Regions from separate parts of the Sus scrofa genome. Here region 1 is linked to region 2. A link is a contact called in public Hi-C data. All regions are on one chromosome and are shown on one strand. The core of a region is the stretch at or near the end of the contact, and the rest is flanking DNA. Distances in the headings are between cores, read along the strand shown. Region 1 holds the start of SLFN11 (schlafen family member 11). Region 2 holds the start of AP2B1 (adaptor-related protein complex 2, beta 1 subunit).

What was found. A called contact is a pair of places that touch in the nucleus more often than the background predicts.
Region 1: a contact with region 2 is called in a Hi-C map of blood, with 2.1 times the contacts expected there. The contact joins the promoter of SLFN11 here to the promoter of AP2B1 in region 2. A contact is called at or near these places in 4 of 47 Hi-C or Micro-C datasets (all in blood) and 1 of 2 datasets of contacts at active chromatin or transcription factors (alveolar macrophages).

The regions. Positions count from the first base shown.
Region 1 is chr12:39,973,419-39,976,118 of Sscrofa11.1, reverse strand. It overlaps SLFN11 (schlafen family member 11), which reads right to left and starts at 1,385. Exons shown (of 5, transcript XM_021067411.1): 1 at 1,232-1,385.
Region 2 is chr12:39,925,476-39,928,175 of Sscrofa11.1, reverse strand. It overlaps AP2B1 (adaptor-related protein complex 2, beta 1 subunit), which reads left to right and starts at 1,298. Exons shown (of 22, transcript NM_001243183.1): 1 at 1,298-1,365.

The DNA.
Region 1 (2,700 bases), core at 136-2,635, 48 kb before region 2:
CGCTGGATTCTTAACCCACTGAGTGAGGCCAGGGGTTGTACCTGCATCCTCATGGATGCTAGTCAGATTTGTTTCCCCTGAGCCATGACTGGAACGCCAACACAGGGTGGATTTTGAACTTAGAGTTCTGTGGTCTTTTTTTCAGCCCCTTCTTCCTTCTGAACAGGCATTGGCTTGGGTATCTCCATCTGGTCTATACCTATCTTGAGAATTAGAAGATTCCTTAGGGTCAGGTGGCCGAAGAGAAAACTCCTGAGTCCTGAACTGTTTGGATGCCTTCAGCTTAACAAAAGCAAGCACAGGAGGCATGCCACATATGGATTGTCTTGAAAAAGAAATCCCCACTCTTTTTAGTTTCACTTTCTCCGCTGTGCCCCTGTCTTTGTGGTTTCGATTTCTCAGAAAACTAATCAGAAGGCACTTGCCTTTTAATGTCTAACTTTCCAACCTAGAGATGGGGGGTGGGGGGAAGATGACTGTTTCTTGTTTATAAATAAAAATTTGTCCTTTTCATAAGCTGGTGAAAACCGAGTTAGTTCTGGCTGGAAACTTTAAACTTCTTGGAGAACAACCCAAAAAACCTGTTTGGATACACACCAAACTGTTCTTAACGATTACACCCTGAGGAGTAGAATTAGAAAGGAAGATAGAGAGAGAGGGAGGAATTGCTATTTTCTACAACATGCCTGTATTACTAGAGACATCTTTAATGCAATAAGGAAAAGAAACCAGTGCTGGAGCCAAATAAGAAATTAAGCAGCGCAGCTCACTAACGTTCTCACTTAATTTTTCCAGTAGCCTCTATAAACCTGAGTTGGAGTTGAATCTCATTGAAACTGCTGCTGGATTTCTTGTTATTGATTTGACTGCCAATGCTGCGAGTACTGTTTTGATTAAGTTTCTTCTACTTACCACCTTTATCTGTAACTTCCCTCCACAGCCCACACAAGCCACAGTCCCCTTGAGCTTTTTTTTTTTTTTTTTCGGTTTCTTTGGGGTAGCCATTCTTACAGATTGCAAAAGTTTAGCCATCATTTTTAATGTTGAGAAAAAGTGTCGTGCCCTAGAGGGAATTGAGTTTATGATGTCCTGTTTTCTGCAGGTCTCAGTTATCAATAACCATCGTAGTTGGACCTGCCCTATGGATCTTATAATGATTTCAAGATGCCTTTCAGCAACAACCACCAGGAAACTTTGAAAAAGAGAAAAAAAAAAAAGGTTTATTACTTACAGGTCCTGGAAAATACACAGCAGACCTGGGGCCACACAGCGAGGTTGCAGGTAGAGCGAAAAAGAAAGCACGCAATCTTGGAGTTCTGCTTTTAGTAGGGTGGAGGATGCAGGCTGAGGGTTTGGCGGGCTCGTTCTTGCTGAAATTGCATCATAAGGGCGGGAAACTAAGGCCTGAGAGAAAGAAAGAAAAACTAAAACGCAGAAAAAATGGTGACCCGGATGGTCAGATATAAAATCAACCACAATCTCCAAAACAAAAGAGCCTCATTGCAGGGAGGTGGCTGGCAATGTGTTTATTCAAGACAGTGAAAAAGGAAAGAAAAAAAATTCAACCATTAGGATTGACACTACAACCCAGCAATTAGTTCTCTGTATTGGCTGCTCATCAGAACCTTTCAGCACACTTTTTAAAAATGTAGATTCTAAAATTGTTTTTAAAATACAAATAAAATAATATAAAAATAAAATCATATAAAAATTTAAAAATATTTTTTTTTTTGTCTTTTTTTAGGGATGTACCTGTAGCATATGGAAGTTCCTAGGCTAAGGGTCAAATCAGAGCAGCAGCTGCCAGCCTATGCCACAGTCACAGCAATGCTGGATCATTAACCCACTAAGCAAGGCCAGGGATCGAACCCACGTCTTCATGGGTGCTAGTTGGGTTCATTAACCACTGAGCCACTACAGGAACTCCCTAAAATAAAAGTTTTAAAAAGGGGAAAAAAAAAATGAAAATGCTAGGGCTCCTCCCTAGAGGTGCAGAATCAAACAATGAATCTATATTTTCAAGGTTCCCCAGTTGATTCTCTGGTCTACCAGGTTCAGGGACTACTGAACTGCCGTATTTCCTGTCTCTCACTGTCACACTCTCTTGGCTCACTATTCATAGTGGATTGTCCTAGAAATTACTGGTATTACAGACTGCCACATAAATCCAGTTTGTACCAAATCTGGTTCCAACATGGACAGCATTATCACTTCATGACATTGCCTACAAGTGGCCAAACAGGGCAGGTAATGACCTGGCTGCAGAAAAGCAATACAACCTACAAATTACCCCAAAACATAGATTTTTTAAAAAAATTACGCTTAAATGTCCAATGAGAAAAACTCAGCAGGGTCCAGGGAGTGTCTTAATAGCCACCATTCACAGCAGATTTAATGTGGTGCCAGCATTTCATAGTACCCCTGTGTTTGCGGCCCTTGTTTGAGAGCAAGCTGCCCCAAGATATGCCACAATGGCATGTGGATTGTTTTGTATTAAAAGTACTCAAGAAGGAGTTCCCGTCGTGGCGCAGTGGTTAACGAATCCGACTAGGAACCATGAGGTTGCGGGTTCGGTTCCTGCCCTTGCTCAGTGGGTTAACAATCCGGCGTTGCCGTGAGCTGTGGTGTAGGTCGCAGACGCGGCTCGGATCCCGTGTTGCTATGGCTCTGGCGTAGGCTGGTGGCTACAGCTCCGATTCA
Region 2 (2,700 bases), core at 49-2,548:
TAGAACCTGCATCCTCACAAAGAAAACTCGGGTCCTTAACCCGCTGAGCCACAATGGGACTTCCTTGTCTGTAACTCTTGTTTTCATTTCCTTCCCATCTATCTTCGCACTTCTGCAGCATGGGCTTTGCCTTCATTATCTCTGATGGTCTCAGCAATGACATCAAAGACCTTTGTGTTGCTAAATCCTTGGACACTTTTCAGCCCTTCCTCCTTTTCTCTATAGCAGCTGTTACTGTTGACCACTCATTCATACATTTATTCATTCAACAAATTTGGGGGAGGGAAGCTGGGCCTAAGAGATATATAGTTCTTATACTTTCATAGAACTCTAAAAACATCCTACATCATTACAACTGCTTGCTTTTCCTTCTACTTCTCTACCCTTAGTCCTGTTTGTATTTTGGTTTCCAAGCTTCTGCCTCAGGCTGTCTTCCTATCTTTTTTGGTTAAATACTTTATTATTATTACTTAAGTTTTCTTAAATTACTCAATGAATTACATTTATAGTTGTACAGTGATCATCACAATCCAATTTTATAGGATTTCCATCCCACAACCCCAGCACACCCCCCCCCCATTATTACTTAAGATTAAGGTGGGATGTTTTGAGGGGAAGGTGCAGAGATTTTTGGATCTTGGTTTCTGAAGGAGGCTGCTTTTGTGCCAGCACCCATATTACATGCTAGGCATATTATCTACTTAATCCAGTTAAAACTTCACAAACTGGATTGAGTTATATCATTGGCTTTATTTTATAGGTAAGAACGCTAAGGTTGAGACATTAAGTTACTTTCATAATCACATTCAGGACAGGGATTCGAACTCAGCTCTGATGCTATGTTAGCCTCTTTTCCTTGCCCCACTCTCCTCCAGTCCCACTGGATCACCATTGGGCTGGATCACCATTGTTCACTTCCTTGAATTGGCCAGGAAAATTAGCCGGGGTTTTTTGTTTTTAACAGAAAGCAACAGGGGATTTTTACCGTATGTGTAAATTTTTAAAGAATACCTACGCGAGGAAACAAATTCCAAAGACTATCAGCTTGTTTAATAGATCCCTTAGGAGAGCCACTGAACTTCCTCAGAGGCCTTGACCTCAGGTCTCTCCCTGCCGCGCAAAATTTTTTCGTCTCCAAGGCGACAGAGAGCGCTGCCTTTCTGGTGCTCTCGCGCGCCTGGATGACGCCACGCGGCGAGGTTCTCTGACGTCAGGGGCTTCCTGTCCTCCATCTTTGTCCCTGGCAAAGTGGGTTTTGCGCAGTGGCTTAGACCTGGAGAAGGAGTCGTGACGTGCAGGAAACCATTACAACACCGCTCGGGCCGTGCTCTCTGGCCGCTGCCGCCACCCCCACCCTTGCCTCCGGTGAGTTCAAGGCGGCTAACTTTGGGGTGTGTCCCTCTTTGATGGGCAAGGGGGAACCCCAGGTTAGGTTGGAGACGAGCGGAGGAGAGGAAATCCTAGGAGCGTGACCGTTGAGGAGGGAGTGAGCCGTCGGGTGTGACCGTTGTGAGGAATAGGGTTGGAGAAAGGGACTCCACCGCTGAGGCGGGGCGGGGGAATCCTCGGGGTGGCAACTGGGAGTTGGGGGACACTGGGGGAAAGAAAGGTATATTTGAAGTCGGGGGATTACGAGGGCCATGGGCCAGGGGTGTGGCCAGTAAAGACTGGAGGCCAGGGGGAGACCCTTCCTTCCCGGTTTGGCGTCGTTCATTGAGAGGCTGGGACGTGTCCAGCCAGTAGAAGGGAAAAGGGATTCCCCCAAAGCTTTGCTCATTGATAAGCAATCCTCGCCAGTCTCCCGTCGTTTTGAGGTTGAGACACCTCTTCCCCACCTTGTAATGGAGGAACCTATCCCTAGAGTCATGACCATCTGGGGGGAGGAGGAGGAATTCCTGACGTTGGAGAAAGGGAAGAAAAACCTCCGGAATTGACCCTATGTAGGGGGAGGGAAGCAAGTGGGAGTAAATCTTAGCCCGGAATTTTTTCTTTCTGGTCTTAGCAGGAATGGTCTGGTTTGAGAAAGACTGTAGATTAAGACAGAGGTAAAGACACGGGAACTTCCTGTTATTCCATATATATTCTTTGAATCCGAAGAATTGATTCATGCTGTTTTCAGAGCACCCTTCTTTTTGGGGGCAGGCTTTTTTTTGAACTCTTTCATTACGAAGTTGTCATTATGCTGCCTCATTATGAAGCAGTGTGAATAAAATGTGGACGCTTCATTAAACTTTAACTTTTAAAAAGAAGTGTTTTTTAAATGCCAACACTGTTATAATTATTATGGTTTAAAAGAGAAAGTAAACGCCATAATTTTAGAAAAGGGAGAATGGCAAAGAAAGTGGTCTCTACGGGGAACAATTTAAATCATTAATCACCTTCCTGGTGTACTTCTATTGCTTAGCCTCAGGGTACACTTACAAAGTAATAATAGAAAGCAGATGAAGGAGGTGCAGCTGTACAAGAAAACGTGTAACACATTCCAATGATGACTAAGCGTGGTGGTAAGGTGAGAACTCTTTGCAGGTATCTTAACATTTTAAACTCCCAAAGAAGCAGAAAGCATAGTGTGTTCTGCTAATCGCCTCAGTGAAAGTTGGGTGGCAAAATTAATATAAGTTAACATTCTGTGATTGAAGAGACTCAAGGAAGTCCAGTTCAGAAGAACTTTTTCTTTTTTATACACGTCCATATTTTATT